Regions from separate parts of the Sus scrofa genome. Here regions 2, 3 and 4 are each linked to region 1. A link is a contact called in public Hi-C and promoter capture Hi-C data. All regions are on one chromosome and are shown on one strand. Each heading gives the region's core, a stretch centred on a gene start, on an enhancer-like site or on the middle of the called end of the contact. The rest is flanking DNA. Distances are from core to core; before and after follow the strand shown.

Region 1 (7,911 bases), core at 2,732-5,231:
TCAAATCCGGGTGATGGTAGATCCTTCCCTTAATCAACTGTGATCACTTGCTTGGTTTGGTGGCTATTTATTTTTCTTTTTTAGAGAAAAAGAGCCGTTCGGTGGCTCTTTTCCTTGTAGGGTTAACATTTCACAGGTAAGTGGCCTGACAATTTAATTGCTCAAATAAAGGATCTCGGATGCTGAGAAGCACAAATAGACTTCATCTCATTGTCGTGACACAATTAAAATCAGTTTGCCTTAACTTTATCCTCTCTCGTTAGCTTTAGCTAACTTGCAAGCCAGCATTCTCTCACCACCAGTAGTAAAGACCTTTTAGCCCGCTGCAGAGGCAGCCTCCCAGCATCTCCAGTACATACCCTCTGTACACACATGTAAGCGCACATGTATCAGATGCACATTTGTCAATGTACACAGACAAAGACTTCAACGATTATGCTTCTAGGTCATAGAACAGTTGAGTACGACTTCATTGCTCCTCAAGTTCCTTTTAGGCATTCATACAGTCATTAAAACACACCCAGAGATTCTGCCCCAAATTGGGAATAACACCAAGTTTAGCTCACAGGAACCAGGAACCGTGCACAAGCCATATTCTACCTCAAGGGATTTACTGCAATGAGAACAACTTCATTGACTGTGCCATTCTGTTCAGTGTGCTAAAATCATCAAGCTGGTTGTGCCTCTGACTTCCAGAGCACTTGGTTTTAAACATCAAACTTATAGAATTCTCCCCATCCCCCAGAACACACTATATTCCAATGCAGTAACCTTTCTGTGCTACTGTGACCAGTTAGTGGATTACGATTTTTCAACATTTCTAGTACAAAAATTGTGACTCCATCATACACTCTTTGCATCAAGAAAAAAACTATAGACTGGTAAGCCAACAGGTTTATGAACAATTAATATATTTTACACAAAACACACACTGAACTTCAGGAAACATGAACACATGTAAAGGGTAAATTAATTACCACAGGAAAGCATCCTTGATAGTTTTAAAAATCGACGAGTTGAAGGATTAAAAATAAATCATACATATAATTGACATGTGTAGATTGTACTTTGCATTCAATACCTTTTACACACATAGGCAGAATATAAGGTAGGAGCTAAGAGAAGTGTAGGCAGATAGGAGCTAGTTTTTAGGGAAGGAAAGATCCTCCTTATGCGTCATTCTTGAAACCTTTTTAGCCCTCACCCTTTCTTCGCTGAAATCACCTATTTCACCAAAGCTGCATGTGCTGGGATGATTTGAAAGTTTTTTTTTTTAAACACCTATAATGGATAGACACTAAACTATCATGGACCTGGTATTGTAATGAGATTGCCACAGAGCAAATTTGCCAGGCAGCAAATTTCAGGTTGATTAGAGACACAATATAACTTTCTCCTAAAGAGGAAGAGAAAGATGGAAAAGAAATCATTTCAGAGAAGGGTTTTTTTCCCCCTTTTCTTTTCAATCTCTATAATTTGAGGAATTGCCTAATGATACGAATGTTAGATGAGGGGCAAACTCAGGAGAGATGTGGTAGGGCTGGGGTTGAGATAGGAAATCTAATGGGTATCCTCATCTCAATTTCATAGAAGATAAGAATAATTGACTATAGGGAAATCCTAAACTTGCTGCTTGAGTGCAGACACTTTCATGGCAAAATCATCTTTTACAAACATGGAGTTGGGAAATTTGGAGGAGGAAGAGCTTCCTTGGTCCACTTAGAGATTTTTTTGGTATTTGAAGTACGCTCTGATGGCCTCAGATTTAAAGTGAAGGATTTCCCAACCATCTCCTACAGATCTGGAGCTGATAGGCACAAACTACAGGGCTGCCATGAAGTCAGAGGTGTTTTACTCAGTGTTTTAGGACTCATTCAGTTATGGCGGAACAATTAAAAAGCCAAAAAACAAAACAAAGATAACCATCTCATTTGTAGTTAATTTTACTGTATACAAGAAGAAAAAAGAAAGGTAAACTATTTGAAAATGTCTTCTTAAGAAATGCTCATTTCTCTTGAATAAAACAGCTCTAAGGCTAAAAGATAAATATCAATATGTTCTTATAGTTTAGAAAAAATCCAGCCCCGTCTTTTATAGCAGATGTAAATTTATTTTAATGAGAAGAATGGCAAGCTTTAATTTGGCTGGAGAAAGTTGGAAAAACATTTGCCTTACTGTGGGGGAAAAAAAAAACCCACCCAGGAATATGATTTTCTTGCAGAAAGTGGCCTGATGGCTGTAATTCTCCACAAATTAAATCACAATATGAATGCATACCCCAGAAAATGGTGAGTTTAACTCTGAACTCAGTAGAAACCAGTTCTGTCCACCAGGATTCATTGAATCCCTCCTTCCCCTCAATCTAGTCCGTGTGTGTTTTTCTCTTCCACCACACTGGAGCTCCGTGAATAGGGAAAGGGGCTTCCATTGTGTCTCTCTGAACTTCCAAGTCAATGCAATTTTTAACCACTGGCTTGTGGTACTTTGAAAATCACCAGGGGCTGTCAGAGTTGGGTCCTCTGAAAAATTTACAGTGCTAAATCAGAGCATATGCTGGGAGGGAAAAAATTGCTTAAGATTGGAGCAAGTACAGTATCTGTCTGCCCCCTAGTGTAAGAGTCCTCGCTGCCTAAAATTCAACTTTAAAAGAAAAGAGCTCTTAAAGGGAAACGACTTTGGGCTCACGTAGGCATAGCAGAATGAAACTTCTGTACATTTTAATCTGAATAATTCTTCAGGATTTAAAATTAATTGGCCCTGGCTTGGTTGGACCGGACTCGGATCTCGCCACCTCTGCGTTTCCCGAGTCACTTGGCGGAGAGGTGATGATTTTTTTTTTTTTTTTTTCCTGAACTGGGTTTATGTGCGTCCCCCTCACCCCCTCCTCTCTTTTTTTCTTTCTCTGTCTCTGTCGTCTCTCTCGCTGGCTTTTTAAAAATGAGGAACCGTTCCTTGAACGTTCTGGACAGAGCACAGAATTGCTTAAGTCAGCCCGAAGCGGTTGTAATAGACAGCAAAAAGGTACACGTTTGCCTGAAATCCGCACGCCAGCTCCACCACCCCGCCCGATGGTGAGTACCCTTCTCGTTGCGATTCTCCTCCTAGCTTAACCGAGCGCTCGCCTCCCCCGAGCCGCGGCCGAGGGCGCCGGGCAGAGCTTTTCTCTCTCCCTGCCTGGCTGGATGTCAGTTGCACAAGGTTGCAAAATGCAGCGCAGAGGCAAATCGAACAGTAAATTCTGACACTTAGTGCGAGCCTAGCAGCTCCTTTGATAGAAAACCGAGTCGTCTATTGCTTGGAAAAACACGCTTATAGGACTGTTTTTTAGTTTGCTCTATCGAAGGAAATGAGTTTGAGGAGACAGGACGAGGAGATGGGAGGCACGGCGGTCTTTACGCTTCGGTTTAATCATATTTTGGCAGCTTTGCAATTGTATTTTTCCCCTCTTCCCCCCTCCACCACTCTCCTACCACACACATGTAATAAAATATGGCAATGCATTGAATTGACTGTCCCCCCCTTCCCCGAACCCCTTAAACCACAATGCTAGGCATTTCATACATGTTAGCAATCCGATTTTTTGAAAAACCCCAAGTCATCCCCAACCCCACACAGCACAAGGAGAAAAGTGAGAAAGGAGAGAGAGAGAGAAAAAAAATACTGTAAGTAAACATACCAAAACCATATTTGCCTTGTTCAAGGTCCCAAACCGCTTGCATCTTCCTTCTAAACTGGAATAACTCTCCTTTAGTTTGGCGGGTGAAATAAACGCTTTGTTGGCCCCCTGAAAAGATGTGTCTTTGATAATTAAAGAGAATCTCCTCCTCGGTGTTTATCTAAGCGATTGTGCAAACTGATAAAAAGTAGGCACTAGCCTGCAGGGAAAAAGAGGAAAGGTGAAGGGAGAGATCTTCCACCTCAAGGAAGTGCTTCCCCATGTATTAGGCGCTCTCAGCCTTGGAAAGCCCAGCACAGTAACTTTAGAGAGACGAGGTTTCAGGGAGCTTTGTACATAGCTGCTGAGGAATGCAAGCCTCGCCTTTAAGAAAAAAAACCCCAAACCGTAGGTAGGAGATGTCTGGAGTGATCCTTGTCTCTCATCTCATTCCTTAGAAGGAAGAGTGCGTTGTTACACCTTGTTTGGGGCTGGAAAGACGAGACTTTAAAAACACCCGTCCAATTGAAAAAAATCTCCCAACTTAATGAGTTTAGTCGGAGGCTGGAGCAAACCGCTCAGCCTCAGCAGAAAACCGCCAACAACTATAGGCGATATTGCAGAGCAAAGACGACCCAAGGCACAGCCAAATTCCACTGTTTGGGGTCGAGAGGGATGGAGGCTAATCCTAAAGCAAGTTGGAAAAAAACAGAGGTGGGAGAGGAGGGGGGGGAACAGCAGCCTAACAGACTGGCAGGCAGGCTCCCCTCACCCTGGATCAAAGATAGAACTTGAAACAGGAGGGCAACATTTTTCCTAGGAACCCATTGGAATCCTCATTTTCTACTTTTAACTCAGGTACCCCCTCACCACCAAATGATTTTTCCCTCTCCCCTACAGATTCATGCCCCCCCTTTCCCAGTCCCTCTTCTAGAACTTTCCTGAAGAGGAAACCTATTTCTTTTTGGGGGGAGGGGTTCCCCATTCCATGTCTTCAGATAATGAATGCTTACTTTATCCTCTCTCTTCATCCACCTCCCAAAATGAAGAATGGAAGCAGGAATACAGTAACTAGCAAAAATTGAGAATAAACTATTCTGCCCCTCGCAGTTTAATACAGTTTTAACTAATGGATTTTTTTTGTTTTGTTTTGTTTTAAGAGAAGAATAATGGGGAAACACGGATCTTTTATTTTAGGAAACTGTTATGGTAAGATGTATGTCAGACTTGACAAATGGAACTAACGCTCCTCGGCTGCTTCTTGTCCTTGTCTTAAACAGGAATTAAGTTAAACACAGTGCTGAATGTTAATTACATGTTTACTGGCTAATGAAAATTACAAATGGTTTTGCCACCTCAAACAATGATGAAAACTCTGAAGACACTGTAATTATATACTTTGAGGGAAATAACTCAGAATATTGATCATAAGAAGTGTAAATCTTTTTTAACTATTCATTAATACCATAAATATGGGCTACAGAAGTTTTTCCTTGCGGTTTGTCTCATCAGTTACACTGAGTGGATGGATGGTGAGGCTCCTCTGGGGAGGTGATGAACTCATTCTCTTATAGAAGGAGGCCACTTGTGTAACTGGGGGTGCCCCCTCCCTTTCGCCCCCGCCCCTTTTAACCCCAGCAGAAGGTCGAGGGATGGCTGAACAGGGGGGCCAGGCTCAGGGCAGGTGAAGGTGAGCACAGCCCAGCCTCTCCCCTCCCCTTCCTGGCCCTCCTCTCTTCTCCTCTCCCTCCCTCTCCTGCCGGGTCTGATCGATGACCGCCTTCCCCAGCCAGGGTGCCCATCGGATAACCTGGCGTTCAGGTTCCTAATGGAGGACAAGGCACTACAACCCAGCAATGCAGCCCTGACAACCCAAGTCCCCTCCTTTAGAGTGGCTAGGGCAGTTCATTGCAAAAGAAGAAAAAAAAAAAAAAAAAAAAAAGGAAAGTTAAGGGTGCAGGTGTTATTGGGTAAGGTGCCTCAGACAGCTGAACCAGAATTGATTTCCCTGGCTTTGGGAGTAGAGAAATATTTTTCTGTTTTGTTTTGTTTTAACTTTGGCCTGCGTTGTAGTTCTGCACTCTGCAGTGTAGCAGCCACTTCGATCTTGAGGGTCAAAGGTGAGGGCTGCACTAACCCTAAAAGGCTGGTCTGGTCAGGCCAGAAGGCCGAGGGAGAGGAAGAGAAGGGGGATGTCAGTCATACTGACTGACGCTTCGGAGGGGGTGCCTTTGGTGAAACCTGCATGCGGGGGACACGGAACCAAGAGCAGGTTTTAAGTGCAATATCGAGGATTTTTTAAAAGTGCCTTAGGCTTGTGGGACTGGAGTCCTCTTTTCCCCTGAGAATTCCCAAGGCGCTGGTCTTTGTCTTAGAAGGAATGGAGTTTCTGAATGGTGTGAAAGGGACAGAGAGGGTCGCTTCAAATCGATTTTACTTGTCCTTTCTGTCTTTTCGGATCAACGCCCTTCAATGGGCACAGAGGTGCTCTTTCAACCAAAAACTTGTGCTACATTTTCTGCCTGTATTGGTGCTAAATACAATAAGCACTGGGCAGATTTTTTTCTTTGCTCTCCAAAGCAAGAAAGCACCCTAATTAAATTGTTTTATATGGACAGTCAAGACAGACCAATTAAGTATGCATTAGTATAAAGATATAGTCTGTAGATAAGGCGGTTTAGAAAATCACGCGTGGGACAAAGGAGAGTGTCATAGCGTTGGGGAGGGCTGCTAGGACCAGAGAGGTCGTTCACCTCTCTCCCTGGGTCCCAGGGGAATTGGAGAAGCCTGGGCCTCAGGTGAGAGGGGATCAGGCCCGCTAACAGGTGGGCATCAGTATTGGAGTCTTTCAGGCCCGCGCCCCCGGCCGGAGAGAGATGGAGTTCAGGGGGTTAGTATCCCCCACATCCTTCTACCTGGAGGAGGTAGCATCCCGTATTGGTGGGGCACCTTAGGAGGGAGCAAGACCATGCTGTGCCTTATACCGTGTGGGGCCCGTTGCTTGATGTCTGGGTCCAGGGCCCAGCCCTGAAAATAAGGAAAAAGTGTGAGCCCAGGAGGGCCAGGGGGGAGCGGCCACGGCCACTGCCACTGCCTAGGCTGCAGCCCTCTGGCAGCCAAGATCAGGGTTGGAGGCCCCCTTCCAACTCCTCCAAGCTAAGCGTTTTTTCGCTTTTAAGGAAACGGGAGTTCTCGGCGAGGAAAGTTCCCACCCGACGCCATCCGGCCCGAGGGGCGTCGAGGACCAGCCACCGAAGTGGGGTAAAGACCGAGGGTCGGCGTAAAGGTAGCGAGGACAGTGGCTCCTCTTTCGCTACCACAGCTCTGGGTTTCTCCACTCCCCCCATCCCCGCCCTCTGAGGTGTGGGCGGGCAGAGTGCATCCCACCCCGAAGGCGACGACCCCCAGGGCAGGGACCTGGGCCTCCCCGCGTCGCGGCGCAGGGCTGTGATAGGTGGTCCCTGGGCCGCGGGGGCGCGAGCGCAGCGCTCTGCAGCAGGAAGGGCTTGCGGGGCGCACAGGGCGCCCTTGGTACCGGGTCGAGAGGGGGCTGTAGGGGCGAGAATTAGAGCCTGGGGAGGTGGCTGAATGTCAAAAGTAAAAAGGTTGAAAAGCCAATTTTCCCGGCGCGCTTTCGCCCCCCTTTGCTGGTTTCAGAGGCCGTAAATCAGCAGCCAGCGGCGAGGGCGGGAGGAGCCCCCTCCGCGGGCTCGGCTCTGCCCCGCCCGGGCCATGCGCACCTCCCGGTGGGCCCCGAATCGATCAGAAGCCTAGCTGAGGATGTCACCGCACTAAATATTTACTGATCACACACAAATAGCCGGGGCTCGAACGATTTTCCTCTGTGAGGAGAGCGCAGAGAGAAGGGTAAATCATTTTATTAGTGTGGATAAAGCCCAGAGCACACTCCGGGCTGGAGTGTTTTAAGATGTGTCTTCAACGGGATGAAAAGAGTTAGGGAAATCGATACCGAGTGATTAGAAGCCCCTGGGGTGACGAAGGGGACCAGGACTTTCAGGGATTTGGCAAGGCTGAGAGGCGGGTGCGAGCCTCGAGGGGAGCGGCCTGACCACCTCCTGGGATCTCCCGGACGCAGGCCCGAGTGCCTCACTCCTCGACGGGAGACTTGAGACTCGAGGGCGCAGCCAGCCGCAGGGAGTCCGCCGCGGCCCGGCTTGGCGGGGCCGGCGCCGGGTGAGAGCTGCGCCGGCCGCCGCGGGACCGAGGGCTTGGGCGCCTCGGGCTCCAGGTCGCGA
Region 2 (7,911 bases), core at 2,166-4,665, 840 kb after region 1:
TAACTAAATTAATAAAAATGGCTTCATTCCAAACCCTGTCAGAAAGCCAATACTCAGAACAATCAAGTAGCTGTGATACCTGAGAAAGCTATAGTTTATATCCCCCAACAAATCATGTTTTATGCATAAGTAATAAAATATTTGTATATATAATCTCTATAATATGGATCTGTGTAGCTGAACAGATTTTTATAGATATCAGCTCTAAATAAAAATAAAAGATATTTAACTATTTTCTCCAAAATGATGTAGACTTAAATTTATGCTTTTATACAATTGGATTGCAGGTTTAGAGTATTAGAATCCATCTATGATGTTTTTTCTTTCAATGCTCAAGCATCAGGAAATATTTTAATAAGGATCCTGCAGACTGGACCATCTTTTCTTGGTCTTTCTCCCTCTCTCCCTCCCTCCCTCTCTCCTTTCCTCTATCCCCCCTTCCTTTCTTCCTTCATTCTTCTCTCCTTCATCAACAAACTCCGGACGTATGCTTTCAATCCTTGGCCTCACATTTTTTTTACTTTTTCACACAGAATTAAACACTAAACATTTTATGAGGAAAGAAATTTTCCTACACCAAAACATCTCAAAGCCTCCAGCAATGCTTTATTCAACCCTGTCTCCCCAGCACCTGATTTAGGCCCTCCGAAGGAATCAAGATGTCAATAATGGTATTTGGAAAGAAAATTAACATAGCAACATTTGATGAAATTGACTGTTAGGAAATTTGGCCTCTGCTAACCTTGCAATTTCTATTGTGCAGAGGCTTCCAGAGATGGGGATCTCCAGGAACTGTGCCTGACTAATTTCCTACCATCTTCCCATTAGCCTGGTAGCTACAGTCACTGCCACCCTACAGAGAAGGACACTGAGGTTCAGGATGATCTGGAACTGGTCTAAGTCATGTCTCCCCATAAAACCATAACACAGAAGTTACCACTGAACAAAACTAATTCAGTTTTGCCATCTCAAACAACTACTGCTCCAAAGAAATAGAATCTACCACTGCATCTTTCAATATCTGTGCTCATATCACTGTGATTCTTATGTTTGAAAAAATTCTATAATCATAATATTTAGCAAAATTAGATACAAATTTTCTTTAAAATATTTTAAAAAGATTGGTAAAAACTGAGTATTTTTAAATATACATATATATTTTTTTCAGAATATTGTTAAAAGCAAAATGGTCTTTGCATTGCATTGGATAAGCATTGAATAGTTAAGGCATCTGCCTCACCTGCTCAAGCATTGCTCAATGTATATGAAGTGTATGCAAGTATATGGAAGAATTCAGTAGTATGCAGAGAAAGTACAGGAAATATTCAAATTGAAGACTAGGATAAGGGAACCAACAAGAGAGAAAAGAAAATATCTCTAAACTTATTTTTTTTTTTTCTAAACTTAAATGTAAGTAGTCACACTGTATGTTTGAATGACTACTTATCTAGGATCTTATCTCAGAGTCAAAGGTATAAAGTCACTTAAATCTTTATCTGTTGTCAATAGTATGGCTCAGAAACATTCAACTGACACAATTAAGTGTCTTGATTTCTTTATTTTAATAAGGCCTTACCATGTTGAGGGACATTCATAGGAGCATAAATGTAAGGTTTTTTTAAAAAAACCTTACATTTAAAAATTTAAACCTGGAGGATATTATTTGGACTATTTCCTTGAAACTAAGTTTGCTAAAACTGAATGTACACTTGGCTTTCCAATATTTTTGTTGTCCTTTTGTTCTAAAGCAATGAACCATGCAATCATAGTCACCAGTGGTTAAGAGGAAAGAAAGACATGTTTCTGGGTACTCACTTGCAATAGACTTAAAGAAACAAAATATGGTCTATAGGTATTCATATAAAACCTCTAAGATATATATATGTGAGTAAAAATCATAATTATGTTTCTAGGGTTTTGCACTTTATTACTGATGGTAAATTTCAATAAAAAGTGACCATTATAATCATGGGGCTCTACATGGACACCTAGGAACCAAATCTCCCAAGAAATCAGGGAAGGGATAAAATAGAACTTCACTATTTCCCTTTCTGTTGTTTTCTTCCTTTGCTATTTTCTATCATTCAGCATGTTTGGTACACAATCTCCCGTTCAAAATGCTTAGGGTAAAGTGTGTTTTATAATTCAGAATTCTTAGGATTTTGAAAAGTAATATGACACATATATCCATACATTACCCACCATCATCAGTGGGTATGACTACTCACTCCAAATGGGGATAAAAACTACGTATACTCTACATCAGCCTGAATCACATTTTGCTACATGTGAATTGAGGTCAATATGGAATGGTGGCCATAGAGGTCCCCCAACACGCACACATACAAGCACACATAAATAAATGCTGATTTTTCTGGAGACTCAGATTAAGGAATCACAAAGAAGGGATTGTTTGCAGATCTGTAGAAACCAACCCTGAGCATTCTGTTAATTTAAATACAATTTAAATTTACTTTTGGACATGTTTTAAAAAGTTTTCATTTTTTTAGAGCATTTTTAGGTTCACAGCAACATTGAATGGAATTTACAGAGATTTTCCACATAAGCCTAGCCTTTCTTATTATCAAAATCCCCACCAGAGTGGAATATTTGTCACAACTGATGAGCCTACATTGGCACTTCATAATGATCCAAAATTTCTGGCTTACATTAGGGTTCACACAGGTATGCCTTGTTGTTTGCATTTGTCCTTTTGCATTTTTATAGAACATATCCACTCTTGTTAGTACCTTAAAAAAATTACAAGCTGCCATTTGGTAGATGATCAATCAAATATACTTTATTCATTGAGAAACTGATATTGTGATACAGTTAAAGATTCAATACAATCAATATTACTTTTAGAAACTGATATTGCATTTTAGAAATATGCTATTGTTACTTCATTCTTGTACAGAAATTTACCTTGTTCACTTCTGTCTACTACCAAAACTATTTTCAAAAGTGTTCAGACCTTAAAAACATAGTCTATATTTGCCTACAGAAAACTATTTTTATTAAATAAAGACATGGTTTTAAAAGTAAGATTGCTATCTAAAAGGGCTTGGAAAAGGCTTCTTATGGTAGCTCATTTCTTTATATTTTTACTGCATACATGAAATCAGTCTCAGAAGCCGGTTGCAATGGACAACACAATCCAGAATTATAGCTTAAAGATGCTTGGATGATATTAGAAATCATCTTAATTCTGAAAGCAAAATAAGTATGAAAGCAACCCAAGTCAAGTACTGTGCAAGGTGAGCGAGGCAGGCGTGCAGGTAAAGGACACTCAGAGACCTTCTCCAGATAGACAGGGGGAGAATCAGGCAATTGTTTTTATGGCTAAGGCTTGATTGAGACCTATTTTAAACCTTGTCTTTTCTGCGTTGGCCTTCTCTTAAAGGAAGACAAATGCCCTTGAAAAGGCGTCTTAAAAGTATGATTCACGGACTTGGGAAGAATTACAGGATGCAGACGGCCTAGAGTGGTGCCTCCCCCCAGAGGAGTTCACATTTCCTTCCTCTTAATCTGAGTGAACCATTAAAAAGTTAGTCAGTTCCCTAGAGGCCCTTCCCAAGGAATCTTCTAAAAGGAAATACCCTGCACTGGAAAGGTAATTTACCTAGACAGGATTTAAAAATCGTGGTTCCCATTTAGAGATAACCAGTGACTTCACATGGGCTGGTGTATCAGGTCTTTTAGGAATTCTCCCTGAAGTTAGTTAACAAATCAGAGGTAGGCAGAACAACAACATGGGCACACACAAGCACTCACACACACACAACTACTCCTGTATGCTTTATTTCTTCTTATAAGCAATTAAATTCCTCATATGAGAGTTTCACAGCTGTTGGAATATCAAACTGTAAATATGCAATAAATTGAGTATTTCTGAAAATAGGCTCATGTTCAAGCCACAAATGTATTGTTTTCTATTCTGAGAATGCTTTTAATTACTTTATCTAGTGGGAAAACTCTTTTCTTAGGGATAGGCATGTGGGAGGAGAGCAAAATCTGTGCTCTGGACCTTAGGGAGTGCTGTGGTAATTTCGTGTCCGAGGTCTTTGGGAAGCTGGATTTAAGCGCTGATTCCCTTTTATGGCAAAATAACTTATGAACTTGCCTTTTGAGAGTCCAGTGGAACATGGGGCATGGCTACAGAAAGCGGCAGCTGTGAATATTTGTAAAGCAGCTCAGTTTCCCATCTGTGGCAGTTCTTTCTCCCCTGCCCCCTTCTCCAAGGCGTGTCTTACCCAGGTTTCAAGTAAATGATAGAATAGGAAAGAATGAATGAGAACTTTGGATGGTAGCAATTCCTAGCAATAAATGAATTTCTTTCCTAAGGTTTTGTAGGCAATGGATTAGAAGTTGAGCACTGCCTGACATTTATTAGGGATTTTTGCATTTCCTTGGTCCAGAATCCCATTAGAAGGAATTTTACTGATGGCTGTGAGAACTCTGTCATAGCTCTTTTGCTCAAATAGTATCAGGATTCAACATTTACACACTCAGCTGATTATTTAAAAGTTCTCTCAGCAGAAAATGGAGAGAAATTAAAACACTGGAGTTTGTCCATTTAAGGATGACTCTTCATACTGAAATAGACAAACCTGGGAGACAGAACTGGGCAAAGGAGGAACGCATGTTCCCATCTTTTACTTATATTTTCTGAAACCAGAAGGACAAGATTCAGCAATGTTAGTGGGTTTAAAAAACAACCAGAAGAATCCTGTTTCCTCCAGGAACTTAATGTTTCTTAGCTATGGGGCAGAGCTCTGATATTACACTTTATTAGGAACTAAAGTCAAGCCAGAAAGATGTGGTGGGAATATCTGGATCTGCATATCTTTAATAAATACAAACTCTTTAGCATAGCAAATCATGGGAAAAAGTATGATTCTATTTATCAGGGAGTCAAATTTAAATGATCCAATTATAGGGCAAAATTAGGAGAGACATTTTAAAGCTATCCTCTCAGTGTCATTAAAAATAGTAAAACTGTTTACTTTTGGTAAACCACTTGTCCCATTATTTCTACTGCAATGGACTTAGAAAAAGAGCTAAGAAAAATTCCCCTCCTTTATTTTTTTCTTTTCATAAAACTCAATCCACAGGCCTGTATATTATATTCACATTTTTTTCTTGTGTGCTTCCTTTTGTATTTTTTGGCTGCACTGGTGGAATTTTCTATGATAAGAGGACCACCAGTCCAGTGTGCATGGTGTGGGGTTGGCCCAGTTGAGTAGGCCCCACTGGGCCTTCAAGGAAGAGGGCCAGGAATTCACAGGGCTTGATAATTGCCAGGGCTTTTTCTGCTTTTAAGTGAACTATACTCTTCCTGGTAAATCAACGCCTGGACATTGGAGATTTAACACCATCTCAGTGAACTGAGCAGAAACTCTGAAGAAGCAGCCCCAGAAAAACCTACATGACCCATTCCAAGCTCATTTAAAATTGAAAAGGTCATTGTATGAGCTACTATTAGGACCTTGAACATTGTTTAAACCAACTTCCAACATGAAGTATGTAAATTTAAATAAAAGTGTCTTCATTCATAAAGTACAAATATTTTGTGTTCAAAGCTTTTCATTTTGCATTCCTAACTCATCTACCCTCCATATCTATTGTCTTTAATTTAAAAAAAAATAAAAATGAAGATATCAAGATTCTTCATGTTCTGACTAATGTATTTGCTATCTGTAATCCAATCTAATTTGGTAAATATTTATAGATCACATAGGCCATTAAGTCAGTAATGGCCTGACTTGATGATATGAGGATAAAAGAGATGATATGGAGTTTGGCCAAATGGTATTTATGGTAAGCAACCAATTTTCTATTTCTATCTTGATATGGTTGTCAGTATTTCCTTCTTAACTGGTTGGATTCATGACTGAGACTGATTTTCTCTCTCTCCTTGTGTCTTCACCCTTTGATATGTAATTTTGTCATGTGACTAAAGGAGAAGAATATATTGACCTGTCCCTTGACTTAGATGCCCTATGTGGTCAAACGAATAAGGTGGCCATGATAGTATGCCTTAACAGGCTTTCAACATTTCTGCTTTCATTCTTGTGCTTCTGCTGTGCCCTTGAGGAACACATGTCTGGTTCCAAGAGGAAAATGAAGAACATGGAAAAGGCAGTCATCCCAAATGAATCACCCCAGCCAAGCTCAGAGTTAATCAGCAAAGCTCCAGCTGACTTACAGTTGCACAAGCAATAACAAACAGCGCCTTTTAAACAACTGTATTATTGTACAGCAACAGTTATCTAATACAGTAAGACTCATTCATTCATTCACTTATTTATCCTCCAACATTCTTTCAGTTGGATGTCTAATAAAGACCCAAGTTCTGTGGCAACAGCCTTATATACAAAGTTGGAACTTCCAGAGGAAAGAGATAAATGGAGCAGTAAATAAAATGGATTTGCAGAGTTCCCATCGTGGCTCAGTGGTTAATGAATCCGACTAGGAGCCATGAGGTTGAGGGTTCGATCCCTGGCCTTGCTCAGTGGGTTGGGGATCCGGCGTTGCCTTGAGCTGTGGTGCAGGTCGAAGATGTGGCTCGGATGCAGCATTGCTGTGTATCTGGCATAGGCCATCGGCTACAGCTCGGATTAGACCCCTGGCCTGGGAATCTCCATATGCCGTAGGTGCGGTCCTAGAAAAGGCACACACACACACAAAAGACAAAAAAATGAAATGGATTTGCAAAGTGGTCAGATGCATGTAAACTTGGCGCTATGATGACTGCCATAGGGTGCTACAGAAGGCAGTATGGAAGAGGAGAGATAAACCTAGAAAAAATTTAAAGAGTAAGTAGGGATTAGGAAGGCCCTAAATTTGGATTTTGAAGGGGAAAAGGATGGGAAGACATTCTCTGCTAAGAAAGCATGAATTTGCAAATATCCTATTGTTGGAAAAAAGCTGGTGCTTTGAGGGCAGGGCAAGGAATCTGACAGAATCAGGAACCATATCTCGAATTTTCTTAAACTTCACGTGGTTCTTAACATGACAATCACAGGTATAGCTCAAGAATGGCTTGGTGATGTTACAGGTCACTGTCTTGAGGAGAAACTAGAGAAAATGTTTAAGGAAAGTCACCTTCGAATTGCCCAGCTCTCTATCTAAATTTGGACCTAACTTCTAAAGAATGTCAAACTCAGGCAGGAAGCCTTTTGATTATTTTGGTGTTTTTCTCTTCACTTCCTGCTTTAATCTTACAGCACAGGGACCAAACTATTCTCAGGGGAACTACTTCCTTGGTATTTTTGGCATGTCTTTTACCAGGAAACTGGTGGAAGTGTCAGGGGTACCTTTTTCAAGAGATTTCCACTTTAGCCAAGGGGGGTTGCATCCACTTCCTAACCATTCAAGGCTTTAACCTTTTGTGGTTTACTCATGTTCACTATCATGAAGCTTTGTTGAGAAAAAGTCAGGAAGTCCTTAAAGGCTCCACAACTATGTTTTCTTAACTGCCAAGTTATAACTCTGCTAGTTACATGAAACAGGTTTTTTTTGTTTTGTTTTTTGTTGTTGTTGTTTTGGGTTTTTTTAGTAGAGATATCTTGAAAATTAGTATGTTCCAATTGGAAAGAAACTCGGAAGTCATTGGGCCCACTCCTCTCTTTTTACCAAGTTGGATGGGCTGTTGTTCTGGGAGTAAAATTTTTAAAAAAGACAAGTTCAAGGTCTCATTAATTCAGGACCAATACAAAACTGGAGCTCCTGGCCCCCAAGCTAGCATGCTTTAGAACTACAACCTTATACAACTCATATTATCTAGAACACCCAACCTGATCCACAAATAAAACTTATATGTAGAAACATAATGTTCCAGGGTCTTAAAATAAGAAAGAATAAGTCAAAGAGAAAATGGAACCCATGATTCCAAAAAGAACTGAAGGA
Region 3 (7,911 bases), core at 2,393-4,892, 700 kb after region 1:
TTGTTTTCAAATTTTAGCTATTATATACTTTATTGTAGTTATCCTTGAGCTGATGTCTTAGTGGACATCCCTATTTAGGATTAAGTCCTAAGGGAGAAATTTCTAGATTCAAGAATCTTGTCCTCCAGAAATCTTTCATCTCTTTGTGGCACCACACATATGGTATCTCTCACAGCACTAATTAATGCAGATCTCAAAAGTGAAAATTCTAACAAATTATTTTAATTCACATTCCTTTAACCTGCAAAATTGTATCTACACTGGTAAATGTACTGACCACTTTTCTATCAAGGTGCTAGTCATCTTATTGATTGTAAAATCATTTCATTTATGAAGGATGTTGTCTTTCGATGAGTCACATATTTGGAATAGTATACTCGGGTTTTTATTTTCCTTAAGTTTACTTACAGCAATCTTTCTAATGCAAAACTTTTTTTTTTCCGATGTAATGATATTTATCAATCATTTTTCCTTTGGTATCTTGTTTACAAAGCACTTCCCCTTGCAGTCATTGTAACTGAACGATTTACTGAAGGCTTACACATTAATGGAATGAAAATAATTATTCATTCATTTCTTCTTTTTCTTCTCTTCATTTAAATTTTAATACATAGGGATTTATTTTGGTAAATAATGTAAAGGAGGGGTCTAACTTTATTTTTCAGCCAATGATAGCTGTTTATTCAATAGGATTTACTCAATAATTTAATCTTTCTCACCTGATTTGAAATGCCAGTTTTTCATGTGTATTTTAATAGCAACATGAAAAGCAATCAAGTATCACATAAAATTCTTCTGTCTGTAGAAGCTATTATTGTTAATTTCATGTTTTAAAAATGTAAGTACATGCTTGTTACTTCCATGAATTGTATGATCCCTAGGGAAATTCCATGATATCAATTAGAAAGTTCAACTTTCTTTTGTAAACTTAAAGTGGTATCCTCAACTCTCATATAAAATAATGCTGACTAGTATTTTTGCTATAAAAATTATAACTAGAATGAGTGGCATAAACTTTCTCCTAGTCATTCCAATGGGACTCTACCCAGTGAAAATATTGTACATTTATGTTGCATATCAGGGTATTAAAAAAGCCATAGTGCGAATAATAACAGCTTGAATGCAATTTAGAGACCTTATTTTATGTGTGTGAAAATCCTGAAATACTTTATCTCAGATGAAGAATTAGCGTTCCTGTCAGGAAAAAATTTAAATTAAGACTTCTTGGTTTACAACTTGGCAAAATTGCATCTGAAATCCATTTTTTGAAGCTCTATAAATCAAAGGAGCTTAGCAGAGCAACAATTTCGTTGTTGTAGTTGTATGTGAAAATATTTAGATCTGGACTGGCAGTGTTTCCCAATAGTGCCAAGTAAAAGCAATCACCTAGATATTAAATTCTGGGGGAAAAAAAATCAAGGAATATAAATGCAGGGGGAAAAAAGAACCCAACTTACTATTTTTCTGTAAGGGTATGAATGCTAAAAATAAGTGATGGGCAGAATCTCTAGAACATGCTCAACTACTCTTTTTTAAAAATATAAATATTAAGACAGTGAAAACCTCTTTTTAATGAAACGTCTACCCAGGAGTACCAGCTTTCGTAACAATTATTAACAATTTGGTTGAAGAAGAAAATATTTAGACTTTTCCTTGTAGCACCTTTCTTTGCTAGAGAGTAAACTATCAAGGTTTCTTTGGGGGCGGGGGATGGAGATGGGTTTCGGTTTGTTTACTTGGATAAGAACTGTCTCTAGATAGAAGCCTGGTTACATCTCTTGCTTCTGCCCATGTCCTTTTGAAGAATAAAACAAGAATAGGCACACACTTTGGGTAGATGATTACAAGATAACTTTCACATCTGTTTTATCAGAAATGGAAAAACAAAGCTTTCATTTTCCCATTCCCTATTGTATGAAAAGCAGGTTCTGTCATATCAAATTAGAACCACATTAATTGGTAATAAAGTCAAATCAAATCTCTTGGTATAAGAATTCATGGAATGTATTTTCTTGGAAGGAAGCAGCCTAAGAGGTAAAAAGCAAAAGTGAACCTGCCCACCTGTGTTTCCACCCCAGCTTTGCCCCTTAGAATCTGTGTGATGCAGGGAAGCTCTTTAATCTCCCTGGGCCTCAGTTTCCACATCTGTAAAGGGAGAATAAAAAATAAATAAATAAATAGGAGTGCTTATTTGATAAGGGTGTTGTGAGACTTGAAAGGAAGATATAAAAGCCCTTGGAACTGTGCCTGGCACTCCCTAGGTGCTAGGAAATGTAGAATCATTATATTTTAAAACTGTGAGTTCCAGGGCTTTTACTGTCAGCTTTTTTTAGTCCTTTGTAGTTTGGAAATTGACAGCAACACTGTAACCAGACTTCTTTGTTTGATTGGAACAGAAAATAAAAGGGGTGTAAGAAAATGGCAGGAAAATGAGGAGCCAAGGCTCTGATTTTACGGCACTGACTGAGGGCCCTCCTGCCCCATTTTGGTGCAGTTTTAGGCTAACCCAAGCCAGCAAGTCATCTTGCCTTTGGATCACTGAAATCAAGTCCTAACTATGACTTTATGGGTAGTGTAAAAAGGAAAAGTTTTATTTTTTTTTTCCCTTTCTTAAAATAATGCCAAGGAAAAAAAAAATATGTATAAGCAACCAGGCCATACTTTATTCTTATTTAACCAAAAGATTAGCACAGCGGGTTGTTGGTTTTCTTCTACTTTTTTTTTTTTTTTTTAGATTTTCCATTAAGCAAATTCTTTTAAAACAAATTTGAACTTTTCCCATCCCCGTGATTCCCACGGACAGTTGGCAAAGAATCTTGCAAAACTGGGATTTTTTCCAGGCATGAGTAACTTGTTAAAAAGGCACTATTTCCTTAATACTAACAGTAAATAGAGTTCACATCCACATAAATCCTCCATGGTCCATTGGGGAAAGTTTTATATGTATGTGTGCTTGTGTGTGTGTATGTGTATGGAATATTTTTTTTTTTTATTCATAAAACATTTGGCTCTCAGCATGTCTGTTTATATTCCACTTCTTAAAAATAAATACACACGTTTATGCCAGTTGAGTTTAAAAGGTATCCTTTTTCCAGTTGCCTGCTGTGTGCCAATGATTTTATGATGGATGGGTTCACGATACCTGGCTAGAATTCTTGAAGAATATTTCTCTTCTATTTATTCTAATTTACAAAAAGAAAAGGATAGAACTTAATCACCATGTAATTAAAATACATGTTTTCATGGAATTTAATTTTATTGGGAAAGCTCAAATAAATGTTTTCAAAACTTACAGGAAAAATTAAATGTTTAATTTTAAATTCAAATAGCAAAGTCGGTTTTCCTTTGTGCATTGAAATAGCATGACTGTGATAATCTGAGTATAAATTACCTCTTATTTATCAATGACAAATAATTATAGGACTTTTCCCATATATAAGATTATTTGAAGGATGTGTATGTTAAAGCTCTCGCCTATTAAGATTCGTTTTGTTGATGTATTTCATGGCGCTGGCAGCAATGGAGACTTGACAAAGCCACACAGTGACACAGCAATGGACCACAGACCAAGCCGTATGAAGGGCATGTCTCCTCCCTCTTCTTTCACAATGATGTGGCTATACTGGATTGTCTCTGATTCTCTTTATCTGGGTGACAAACTCCTCCTGTCTGTACACTGCCGGACTGGGTATATTTTGATAATAGGCAACCCCATGAGATATCTTGCATTTCCTGCTTCCGGTCAGATGTTCCACAAGAATAACTTTTCTACATATGTTTTTGCATTTTTGATCACAATCCCAGCTGGAATCAGGAAGTTTGGATGCAGCATGGAAATGGAAAATAATTGAAAGTCGCAGCGGCACTTTGTTGACTTTCAAAAATATTCAATTTTCTGGCCTTCCCCTAGGAAAAAAATTATATCTTCTATTATCTACTTAAACGTATGCTATCACCTCTGTTCTTTATTCAAGATACATTTTTATTGAAAAAGAATCAGAGCGTGTTTGTAAGGGACTAGAAGATTTCCCGAGGTCAGACAGTCATTCACTGGGAGATACAGGGTTAGAAATTTTAAAAATGTTAATTGAGGGCTTAATTGAAACAATGTCTATCATTGTCACTAGCTTTGGTTAATTCTTATGCCAATAAAAAACATACTCATCATAGAACTTTTCTAATGAATGTTTTTAAATAACTTAAATAGAAGAATAAGTTAACAAATAAATAAAAATCATCTCAAAAGATTTAAAGATGAATTCTGAACATAGTTTTGCTAAGTCATTTAAAAAAAATAGTCCTCTGAGCTTCATTTGGGGTATCTGCCAAATCGTACCATAACTTTGCACAGGATGTCTATTAAATAGAATTAATTTAAAATGTCTATCAAGTATTTAGAAGTGTCTGGCCCCTAAAATGGGCTAAAAATGTGAACCCCTCTGTTAATCCTCTTGCCTTTTTCTGACTTCCCCTCAGAATGTGGGCCCAACAATCCTTAATAAGATGGGATTTTCAGAGGCCCTGCATCCTTGGATAATGACCCCCACCTAGGCTGGAAGCAATTCTGTTGGCCAGTAAGATTTGGACTGAAACAGAAATAGGCAAAATTCTAGTTTTCCTGTTCATTGGTACCACCATTATTTATATTATTAACATTTTATTAAGTTTAGAGAAAGCGCTTAGTAAAATAATCCATATATTTATTCCTAAAATCCTAAAACATCTTCAGCTAGAGACCCTGCCCAATTTGTAATTCAGGCAGCTGAGCCAACATAATGAAGCCAGCCTGAGCCTTCTCTCTTTCGGAGTCTTTCCGGGGTTCCATTTGAAGCTCTAGAAAGAATTTATTTTATTTATTGTTTTGCCTTTTTAGGGCTGCACCCACAGCATATGGAAGTTCTCAGGCTAAGGGTCGAATGGGAGCTATAGCTGCCGGCCTATGCCGCAGCCAAAACAATACCAGATCTGAGCCGTGTCTGCAGCCTACACCACAGCTCACAGCAACGCCAAATCCTTAACCCACTTACTGAGGCCAGGGATAAAACCTGGGTGCTCAAGGATACTAGTCAAATTCATTTCCGCTGAACCATGACGGGAACTCCACAAAGAGTTTATTTTTATTATATTGTTATTTATATTCTATTTTGCTTTTGCCTCTTTTTTTAAGAGATTTTTTTTTTTTTTTTTGTGAAAATGTCAAAGGTTTTTTTTTTTTTTTTTTTTTTTTACTTTTTTTTTTCCTTTGGTAGGGGATCAATTATGGGTTGGGCTCTTTGCACACCTTACCTCATTTAACCTCATAAAAACCCAATGACATAGGTATTTTTATCTTCTTTTACAATGTGGAGATGGGCTTTTTTTTTTTTTTTTCCCAGTGGGCCACAGTGATTACACACAAAAATCTATGGAGTTTCTCAGAGTCCAAAGCTCTGTGATCATCATGATGAATAATACCTGGCAGTTTATTTGGGTCAATTTCATGGATGGTAAATGGCAGAGCTTAGATTCAAATCCAACAGTGTACCTCCAAATATTCCGTTTTGTTCTTAATTCTCTGTCCTCCTGTGTCCATCAAGGGGTGGGATTCTGACAACCATCATCAGAGTTTACAGAGCAGAGCATGGTGATAAGGGACTAGAAGATTTCCCAGAGTGCCTGCTATGTGCCAGATACTGGGTCCTTGCCAACAAGTAGCATGTTTATTTAGTGAGGGAGACTTTAGTTTCAGAGTAAAATTTCCTAGGTCAAGCACACTCAGGAATCTGGTTTTAAAATGCATATCAAGCACAGTTTTAATCGATGTTAATGTTCTTAGATGAGAAAACTACTTTTGCGATGATGTAAGAGAATGTCCTTCTTGGAGATGCCTGACCAAGTGTTACATACTCAGGATCTTCTCTGCAGCTTACGCTCAGATAGTTCAGCAAAATAACAGATCAATCCAGCTGTAAGGTATGTAGATGTTCATTGTAAGAGTCATGATTTCCTTAAGCTTGAATGTTTTTCAAAATAAAAATTTGGAGTGTCATTTTTGTGCATTTGGGATACTAGTGAACTCTTGATCTGCTGTGTGACCTAGGGAATAAACCTTCCCATCTCCTGATTTTCCCACATCTTCATTTGCAGTCAATGTGACAATAACAGTTTTTTAAAATTCTAATCTATGGGAGACAGAGTGGGAAAGCAGATATTCCTCTGTTGGTTTTTAAAAATTTCAATGATTCTGTATATGACAAGATAAAACAGTATGCAGGTTTGGGGATTCCCTTGAGGAGCAGTGAAGTAAAATAACAGGGCCCACAGGTATCATGAAAATGTAGTGACCTGATCTTGGGGTTCTTGATTTACTAACGTGTTGCTACCCAGGTCCATATCTGAGCTTAGTACATGCTAAATGTTAATTAACTGGGGAACTTCATAGGCCTCTAGGGATTGGGGGGGGGTTAATCATTTGTATTTATGAATGAAAGAGCAGAAAGGAAAAAGGGTTAACACAGAGAAGAGATGTTGAAGAAAGTGAAAATGTGAACCTCTATTAGTTGAGAACCTACTATGTGCAAGCTACTGTGGGAAATTTTCTTAATTATTCCTTAATCATTTGCTTTTATAGGATAAGCCATTAAGATTTAGAGTTTTAGTAATTAGCAAGTGGGGGATTAAAACTCAAAGTTATTGGGGTTTTATAACAATGTGTTTATAACCAGAGTACCTGCTATGTGCCAGGTACTGATCCTTGCCAACAAGGAGCATATTTATTTAGTGGGGATGACTTTAGTTTCAGAACCCATGCTTTGGGAAGAAGGGAGGAGGAGAGAAAGGAAGCAAATATTTATTTGACACCAATTACAGGCAAAGCATTAGATAAGTATTTATTCTTTCATTATGTTTAAGTCAAGCTCATCAGGATATGATTCCAGAAGTAGAAGACCTGGTGACATGAAGTTCATTATTTGTTTGGGTAAAGATACTTCCAGTGTCAAGGATATAAAAATTGAGAGCAATGGCACTGGACTGGGAGTTGGGATACCCTGAATCTAGTAGCATATTCATAAACAATGTCTCCATGTCTTAGTCTTTACTCAACTTTTTCACAGACAGACTTAAAGAGCTTGGCAATCGCATGGTTAAGCCCAGGACATCTTATCAATAGAGCATGCCCAATTAAATTGTGTGGAGAGTGTACATTTGTACAGGGCTGCTGTGCATTGTAGGTCACTCTGCAGGTCAAAGAGTTCTTATCTTAAAAATGACGTTAGTGAAATACAAAGCCAGGGAAAGACTAGGCAGGGATATAGTAAATAATCTGGTCTTGGGACACTAGGATACACAGTGTGTTCCTGAGTAGTCTTTTCATCCAAACTCTCTGCATAGAGTAGACACGATGGACACTAAATTGGAGAGTTGCAGAATCACAGCCACTGTCCTGAAAACTCCAGGCAACTTCTGCAAGGAGCATCATCCTTACTGACACTGAAGCCAGAGTAGAAACCTGCTATCAGGGGGTACCATCCTAGACATGGATGGTTTTGAACCCTGCAGTAAGATCTTGGGAATTCCTGGTGGGCTAAGGTCTCTCTCATATCCCCACTTGAACATAGCCCCATGTTTTTTTGTTATTGAATTTCTTGGCTTCTATTTTTACTATGGTGGGACTTTGCCTTAATTTTTTTTCTTAAGAGTAAGTAGCTGAGGTCTATTCTCTCTTTTGTAGAAAAAGGGTACCAGAATAGTTTAAAAAGCCATCTCGGAAAGATTAGCTCCACATCAAAAATTTATCCTCTATGTACACAAGGGTTGAAAGAGAATTGGGTGAAAAATTGTGTGACTAAATAAAAGAATACTTTTTATTACCAAGAAGAAATTATTTAAAATATGAATTGATAAAAGTAAAACAGTAAGTACAGAATATTT
Region 4 (7,911 bases), core at 3,727-6,226, 550 kb after region 1:
TAACATACCATTATTAGGGACTTCTTTAGAATTCCTAAAAATTTGGAAATGTATTAGCATACCTCTACACAAACCATGAATCCAAAAATAAATCACAAGTGAAAATTAGAAAATATTTTGGATGAATAATAACAAAACACAATATATTAAATTCGTTGGATGCAGTGAAAGTATTGCTTACAGAAAAATTTATAACTTTAAATGTTTATATTACAAATTAAAGAAGATGTAAAATCAATAATTTCAACTTTCTTATTAAAAAACTTAAAAAAAATAAAAGCAAATTAACCTCAAAGTAAAAGAAAAATAATCAAAATAAGAAATTGGTAATATAGAAGACAAATTACATATAAAATTAACAAGGTTGAATATTTGTTTTTTAAGAAGATTAATAAAGTTGGTATTAATTGTCCACATAACGATCTATAGATTCAACATGATCCCAAGTCAAAGTCTGGGGATGTTAATTTGTATACATTGATAAGATAAATCACAAATGTAGATGTATATTCAAAGGACCTAGGTAGCCAAAACAATTTTGTTAAAGAAATAAAACTGTGAACTCCCAGTTCCCATTGTGGCTCAGTGGGTTAAGAACCAGACTAGTATTTTTGAAGATACAGGTTCAATCCCTGGCCTCACTCAGAGGGTTAAGGATCCAGCGTCACTACAAGGTGTGGTGTAGGTCACAGATACAGTGGGGATCTGGCATTCCTGTGGCTCCAATTTGACCCTTAGCTGGGAACTTCCATATGCTGCAATAGTGGCACTAAAAAGAAAAAATAAAAAAAAAGAAGATAAAGCTGGAGGAATTATACTACCTGATTTAAATATTTGTAAAGCTGTAATAATAAAGGTATTGTAGTTTTGTCTTAAGAATGGACATGTAGATAACTGAAACTGAATGAGCTACACATAATTAGATTTAAATATATACAGACAGGGAATTTTTGAACAATTTCAATGAGGGAAGAGTGTATCTTTAAAACCAATATTCCTAGAGCATCTTGATACCCACAGGAAAAAAATGTTAATTTCAATCCCCTTTTCCATACACAAAAACCAACTTGAGCTAAGACCAGAATGTGAGCTTAAAATCATAAAGCTGCTAGAAGGAAATATAAAATAATTTCGCAAACTTGGGATTAAAAAAAAAGGATTTCTTAGATACACAAAATATCAACCATGAAATTAATAAACATAGAATTTTTCAAAATTAATTATTTTTGGCTCCTCAAAAGGCACCATTATGGACTGGAAATATATGATACACTGCATACCTGACATTAATTTATCTTAAGAACTTTTATAAAACTCCTGCAAGTCAACTGTAAAGAGACAAAGAACCCAACTGAAAATGGACAAAGGATTTTCAGAAACACTTCACCAAAGAGGATATGTAAATGACTAATAAATACATGATAAGATACTCAGTATATATAATCATCAGACATGCTTAAATTTAAACACAATGAGATATTTTATACTCACTAGAGTGGTTAAAGTAAAAAAAAAAACAAGAGTTTTGAATTTATATATATATATATATAATTTATTTATTGTGACAAATAACCATGTCTTAATCAAAGGGAGATACCAAATAGCTTATTAGGAAAACTGCTGTGAGTTGTGCTTTGTACAGCTCGGGTCATAGAGTAATTTAAACTTTCCAATGCCAAGTACCTGGGAGGTACTTGAAGCCACAGGAGTCCCCAAAACCATCCGTCTTAAGATACAGCAAGTGTGACATTAATCAGTCATATATTTATGCAACATCTAGGATTTTGGTCTAACTGTATATAACACACACACATAACTAGATAGATATATAGATACATATATAGATAGATAGGTAGACACACGCAACTGTTATATATAATAGTGCCTGTGTGTATTTATATCTACATACATATATATATGCTATGTGTGTACATATGTTTGCAAATATGTATATTTAGGCAAGATAAGTCCTTAGTTGTTGGCTATGATGGGTGAGAGGGGACAGATATTTGTTAAATACTTTAATATAACTTAATTTCAAAATTTTTGAAGTTAGTAATACTGTCCAATTTTATGGATCAGAAAACAGAGTCATACATGGTTAAACAGTAGCATAAAATATGTCATTTTTCCTTTATTTATTACTTTTATTATTCACTTTTATAGAAATAAAAAAGGCTAGCAAATGATGAATCTATGGTTTTAATTCAGTTCTAGGTCTAAAATGTGTGTTAGCTTGACCATTGTACTTTCCTGCCTCTTGTTGGATGGTTCAAAAATGAATCATGGGGAAAGAATTGAAACCCAGAAGAAGAAAAACTTATGTTTAGGGTTGCTCTCAGGACCTTACTGGGACTCAAGTTAGAAATCAACAAACCTGAGTCATAAATTCAAGAAAGCATTGATCATACACATACTATTTGAGTTGCTTTTGTTTTTAAGTACATTTTGGCATATATTTTTCTTGTTAATCTCCACATATCTCAGTGATGCAGGAGCCAGAGGAAGATAGCGAAAATTTATAGCAAGTAAAAGTTGGCAAATGGAAGTTAAAATATACAGTACTCATTATCACTAATTTTAAAATGTATAAAATGTCATTGGTATTTTCTTTATTTCATGTGCTGCTTTTATGATTCTCTTTTACAGGACATAAAAATATTTTAAAGGCTTTCGGTTATAGGTTCATTTGCAACCTCTGTCCCTTAAATCTATTTCCTTTTTCCTCACGAGTTATTAATTTCTCCATTAGGACAGATCCTCCACAGGCACTGGGATCAGTTGTGTGGAGACCATCTGGAGTAGCAGTACTGATCCACACCCCTGGAAGACCCCTGCCGCAGAGACTGCCATTGACGAGAGCCAGGGACACCACTGCGGTGCTGCTCACACCGTAGGCCTCCTTGGCTCTGCCTCCCCACCCTCACTTCATCAGCTATGAATCACACAGGATGGAAAAGAGGAGAGAAGGCAGACAGAAGGCAGGGCTGGCCTCCTTTGGGAAAACCACAGAATCAAAACATCCCAGAATGTATTGCGGGGAAAGGAATGGGAAAACTTTAAGAAATCTTTCGTTTGTCCTTTTTCCTTGTCATATGCAGCCAGATTCGTCTTCTCCCATTAGGAAAGTTGCTGATTGTGGCCTCTAGAGAAGTTTGGGAATGGAGCACAGGCAACCAGGAGAGCACTAAACAATGGATGAGTCTCTCTATGGAAGAGGTGTGGCCCAGGGAACACAAACTCCATTTACTCATATTCGAGTAGGTAAAAGTGCAGTTTTAGCAACATGGTGATGGGTCCAATATAATTTCCGGGGGTCAAGATGAAGTGCCCTCTAAATGTTCTATTATCTCATTGGCCTCCTGCACCACAATTACTATGATTACATGTCTGCAGATGGTGATTTTGGTCTGAACCAACATTATCAATAAATATAGATGCTTCACATACACTGTATTTTAATCTGACTTACATCAGAAAGGGAGAAAACCACTCCTGAAAAGCCAGTGCTTGGAAAATCCCTGGTAAAAATTTTTCCACGAAAAGATGTGAGCATGGCTCAGGTTTGTCAGAAAGGAGCAACTGACAAAAACACTTCTCTATTATTCAGCAAGCCTTAAAAGATTTGCTTACCGTTTTTGTCGGTTGTAAGAGCCAATTTGTAAAAATTCCTCTAGGAAAAAGAATCTTACCTGATGAAGACCCTCCTGATGGCTTCTCAGAAGTTCGAAAGCCGTATTTCACATAATGCTGGGATCTTGAGTCTGGTGAAGGAAGCAGGAGAAGGTAGGGAAGACAGAAACCTTGACTCTAAAATAAAGAGGTGATTCTTAGGTCAGCAGCATGTGCTCTTGGCCGTGTGTGGGTAGGAAAGGTACAGATTTAGTGAAGATGAAATACTAGAAACAACACTAGGCAGAGTTCCCATTACTTAGAGGGAAGGGATGACAAGAAAACTATTGAGTTTGCAACCCCATTGTACTTTTAGATCTGAAGGAGCCAGACAGATACCTGTTACATTAATCGTATGGACCAGAATTTTTCTTCTACCAGCACTAAAAACATAATGAACATAATGGTCAGATGGTAACTATTCATGTTTTTATTTAAGAAAGGGGTGTGTGAGTGTGCATTTTATGTGCTAACACTAGGAAGGAAGAGGTAAGGGTGGGGAGAAGTTTTAATTTTGGGGTGATGTTGCGGTCACAGATATTTGTGCAACGTATGTAATAGAATATATGGCCTACATCTGTTATAAACTGGTGGAGATATTTTCTAGCTGCCTCTGATCAGTTGTTACTGATTTGCTGGTGATGTAAAGCTAAGAAATAGCCTCATTGTTTAAAAACTTACTACAAAAGAAGGATCATTCATGGTAAAGATGAGAGGCAGAGACAAAATAACTCCTCTGTAATGCAGATTTGTTAATAGTCATTCACCGATTTTCAGTAAAATACTCTTCACATAACCTTGACTTTATTAAGGAGTCCTTAAGGTGCATTTGGAAGACAGATAATGAGTTTGGGGAATAGCCTTATCTACATCAAGCTAATCTTTAACAGCTTGGAAAGGAACTAGCATAAAGTTTTCCAATTTGAGTGACAGAAGCATGTTAAGATGAAACCATTTAAAATGTCCTTTTAATATGAAGACTTTACGGTACATGACAATGTTTTTATAAGCATGCTTCATGGAGCACTGGGAGCATAAAATAAATAAGAAATACATAAAAAAAGACGGAGCTTTAATACTGTTCTTGAGGGTCAAATGAATTGCTAGTTAAGGGAATAAAGAATTCGACTGTCCGAGGCCTCTGAGTGGCACTTTGTATCTGGGTTAATAAAAGCAAGTCAGATGTCCCCGGGGGGGAAAAAGTGTTTCTTTCACATTGGCTGTCTCCTTTAAAGGGAGGGACAATCTGAAGGGAGGGATTTTGAGTGGCATGTCATTGTCGACACTGCACATGCCACATTGTCAGGACTTCTATGGAGAGAAATCGGCAGGAACCTTTCTGACCCTTGGCTAGTGCAGGGCTCTGTGTGTGGGGGTGTGCATAAGAGAGCTGAGAGCCAAAAGCAAGAGGGATGAAAAGAAAACTAATTGAGAAGTATCTTTCTAATGAGACAGCTCATATTTACCCATGTGTAGACTCCCAAGTTCAGATTTTTTTCTCCTTTAGTGAAAATGTGAGTTCCCTTCTTTAGCATAAGAGTAGCCATGTCAGGAGAAGCGGATTTCTCTCCAGCTTCTATGCACCAGTTACATCACAATCCAAGCTGAAATAGGCTACAGTTTTCAAAGCTTTAAACATATTCATTAGCAAAGCTTTTCATTCACATGCGTTCTGATAACTGGATTGTAAGTCTTTTAGTTTGTTTGTTGATTGGTTTCCTTCTGCTTTTCCCCCACTTGCCTCTACATCTTAGGATCATACCTTTCCTCTGTGTGAATCCTTTTAAATTGAGAATTTCACCCAAAATATCTTCAACCCAAAGGTCATGGCACAGTTTCAAACCAGGAAATTTCAGCAGTTTGAGAATTCTCTTTCCCCAGCAACAAGGCACTCCTAAGACTTGTCCAAAAGGTTTAAATACTTTCTTGCTCTTTCAGTGTTTATCCAATATTTTTCCTAACTCTGGCATAAAATCATTTCTTTGTCTCAATAAAATGCAAGTGGATAATTGGTGGGCATTACTGAAAGCTGAAAACGAGCCATTACAGATTGCTCTGCAGTTCCTAAGGTGTGAATGGAACAGTGAGAAAAGCAGAAAGCAGTTGTCTTTCTCTCCTCAGAAAATTCAGTCCTGGGGTAAGAAAGCTGGGATTTAGTGATCTGATTTTTTTTTTTTTCCCCTTTAAGAAGCAAGTGATAATTCATCTGCAAACACACCTTTCTTTGCTCTGTTGTCAATAGAAAAGTTGTTTTGCTAATGGTTATCTGTCTACAAGTCCTTGACCTGCTTGTAAACACATTTCTACAGGAAAGCCCTGGGCCATGGCCTCAGGACTTTGCGTCAACAACAAGAGATAAAGTGACCACAACTTAACCTGATGTGGCCTGGAGTGCCCTCTGCTGCCCCTTAACCAAGAGCTTCCCTAATCTCTCTGCAGAAGGAGCAGTCCGCTCAGAGGGCTGGCCCTTTACATGGCTTGACCTGACCTGCTACATGGTTCCTGCCCCATCATATTTTTAGTAATTTTATATATCCCTGTCAGGAGCCATTTTAAACCATATTCCATTAATTGAGGCAGAAAGGAGTTCTATGGGCTGATAAAAGTTAGTTAGATATGCATCTCTATAATTCTGAAAAAAAAAAAATGGTACAAATGGTACAAAATGGTACAAAAATGAAAAAAGAAGGTCCTATTTGTTGATGGGTGTCACATTCATGCAGTGTAGGGCCACCTTCTCCCCAGCACATGTGAATGAAGTGGAGACAGCTTTTAAATACTCCAAACATTTAAATCAATATGTTTGTGTGTGGGGTAAGTTATGTTTGGCTGCAGGCACAAGACTTGCTACCTGGGTATCTATTCCTCTCTGTACCCACTCTTTGCAGTGAATCTCAGGATAACAGATCCCTTCCCAGAGCCTCCTCAGTCTTCTCCTTTCCTACTCTTTTCCTGTCTGTCTTACTTTCTCTTCTTTCAAGCCATACACACTCCAACCTTTTTCAAGTGAACTCTATACAGTAAAACCTAGTTTAGGAGCTTCCTTTTTTTTCTTTTTTGGTCTTTTTAGAGCCCTACCTGCAGCATGTGGAGGTTCCCAGGCCAGGGGTCAAATCAGAGCTGGAGCTGCTGGCCTACACCACAGTCACAGCAACGCTGGATCTTTAACCCACTGAGGGAGGCCAGGGATTGAACCTGCATCCTCCTGAATACTAGTCAGATTCGTTTCCACTGAGCCACAGTGGGAACTCCTGGCTTAGGTGTTTCAGAGATGTTCGGTTTCTAGTGGATTCTCAGCTGGTCCCATCTGCCAGCAGAGTCTGTTTGTTCAGTGTCTCTCTAGAACCACCATTTTTTTTCCCCCTTCACATTTAGAATTTTCTTAGGATGGGACCTTCCTTCTCTACTACCCTTTTCAAGTGTGACTTTCCTAACCTATCATCCTTGCCTAAGAAGTCTTTCTTACCTCTGATTTTGCCTCAGATTTGGTTTGTTCAAAGTTATGTGAAACCACTGACAAGCACCTATTGATGAGTGCTTTTAGAAGTAATAAAAGAAAAATGATGCCTAGATCATGACCTTGAGGAGCGTGAAAATCTAACTAATGAATGGTGTGCTCAATAAAGAATTTGCACATCAAAGTAGTTTAAAAGTATTCATTCTGTGCAATTGTGATGTTGTTTTTAAAATGACATGGATAAAGTCAATGATTCAGTATAGTAATTTAACTATGAATTATCTATTGTGGTTTTATGTTGATGTTTCATGTTTCAAGCACATTTCTCAAAATTATAGCATGAGCAAAATCTTTCAGTTGATTTTCGGTGGCTAAGGTTCTCTCAAATGTGAATTGTTCGGAATTTCAAAATGACCTTAAATAAGAATTTTGCTTCATATGGAGTATAGCTTTTACTCTTTGTATGTTCCTACACTTATGTAGTCATTGCTTGAAGTATAAGTACTATAAGAAGGAAGGCCAAAAGAGGGATGTTTTGCATTTGTTACCTTGAGTCACTAGAATACTGATTCTTTAAGTATCAGTTTTTCACATTTTTGATATAGACCTTTGATACTATAATTTGTATCTTTCCCTTGTGAGTGGGATATGATTTTACCATATCCCATTTTACCATTTTAGCTTTTTTATGAAATATAGCTAGAAATTGTGCAAACTGTACAAAAGACGTGCAGCTCAATGATTTATCATGAAATAAACAGCCATATAATCCCCAACATGTC

Evidence for each region. Promoter capture Hi-C pulls out the DNA fragments that hold promoters and counts their contacts. Hi-C and Micro-C count contacts between places; a contact is called where the count stands out from the background.
Region 2: a contact with region 1 is called in a Hi-C map of subcutaneous adipose tissue, with 1.5 times the contacts expected there. The contact joins the enhancer-like site here to the promoter of NR2F2 in region 1. A contact is called at or near these places in 3 of 47 Hi-C or Micro-C datasets (embryonic fibroblasts, liver and subcutaneous adipose tissue) and 1 of 2 datasets of contacts at active chromatin or transcription factors (skeletal muscle).
Region 3: a Hi-C map of subcutaneous adipose tissue shows a contact between it and region 1, with 1.6 times the contacts expected there. The contact joins the enhancer-like site here to the promoter of NR2F2 in region 1. A contact is called at or near these places in 1 of 5 promoter capture datasets (liver), 4 of 47 Hi-C or Micro-C datasets (embryonic fibroblasts, liver, retroperitoneal adipose tissue and 1 more) and 1 of 2 datasets of contacts at active chromatin or transcription factors (skeletal muscle).
Region 4: a contact with region 1 is called in a promoter capture Hi-C map of liver, with 11 times the contacts expected there. The contact joins the enhancer-like site here to the promoter of NR2F2 in region 1. A contact is called at or near these places in 1 of 5 promoter capture datasets (liver), 6 of 47 Hi-C or Micro-C datasets (embryonic fibroblasts, fetal liver, fetal skeletal muscle and 1 more) and 1 of 2 datasets of contacts at active chromatin or transcription factors (skeletal muscle).

The regions. Positions count from the first base shown.
Region 1 is chr7:83,086,269-83,094,179 of Sscrofa11.1, forward strand. It overlaps NR2F2 (nuclear receptor subfamily 2 group F member 2), which reads right to left and starts at 3,982. Exons shown (of 3, transcript NM_001190253.1): 1 at 3,677-3,982. The coding sequence starts at 3,719. LOC102160410 (atherin-like) reads left to right here. Exons shown (of 4, transcript XM_021099351.1): 1 at 1-3,071.
Region 2 is chr7:83,929,131-83,937,041 of Sscrofa11.1, forward strand. The region is part of intron 3 of LOC110261614 (a long non-coding RNA gene); the gene reads left to right. Among named protein-coding and RNA genes, the nearest start is that of NR2F2, 840 kb to the left of the region's middle. Within about 2 kb of position 3,416, at least 9 of the 83 cell types and tissues checked have an H3K27ac peak or open chromatin away from gene starts, as enhancers often do. A contact at or near this core is called in subcutaneous adipose tissue, where this site is marked.
Region 3 is chr7:83,782,844-83,790,754 of Sscrofa11.1, forward strand. No RefSeq gene overlaps it. Among named protein-coding and RNA genes, the nearest start is that of NR2F2, 700 kb to the left of the region's middle. Within about 2 kb of position 3,643, at least 7 of the 83 cell types and tissues checked have an H3K27ac peak or open chromatin away from gene starts, as enhancers often do. A contact at or near this core is called in liver and subcutaneous adipose tissue, where this site is marked.
Region 4 is chr7:83,631,440-83,639,350 of Sscrofa11.1, forward strand. No RefSeq gene overlaps it. Among named protein-coding and RNA genes, the nearest start is that of NR2F2, 550 kb to the left of the region's middle. Within about 2 kb of position 4,977, at least 3 of the 83 cell types and tissues checked have an H3K27ac peak or open chromatin away from gene starts, as enhancers often do. A contact at or near this core is called in fetal liver and liver, where this site is marked.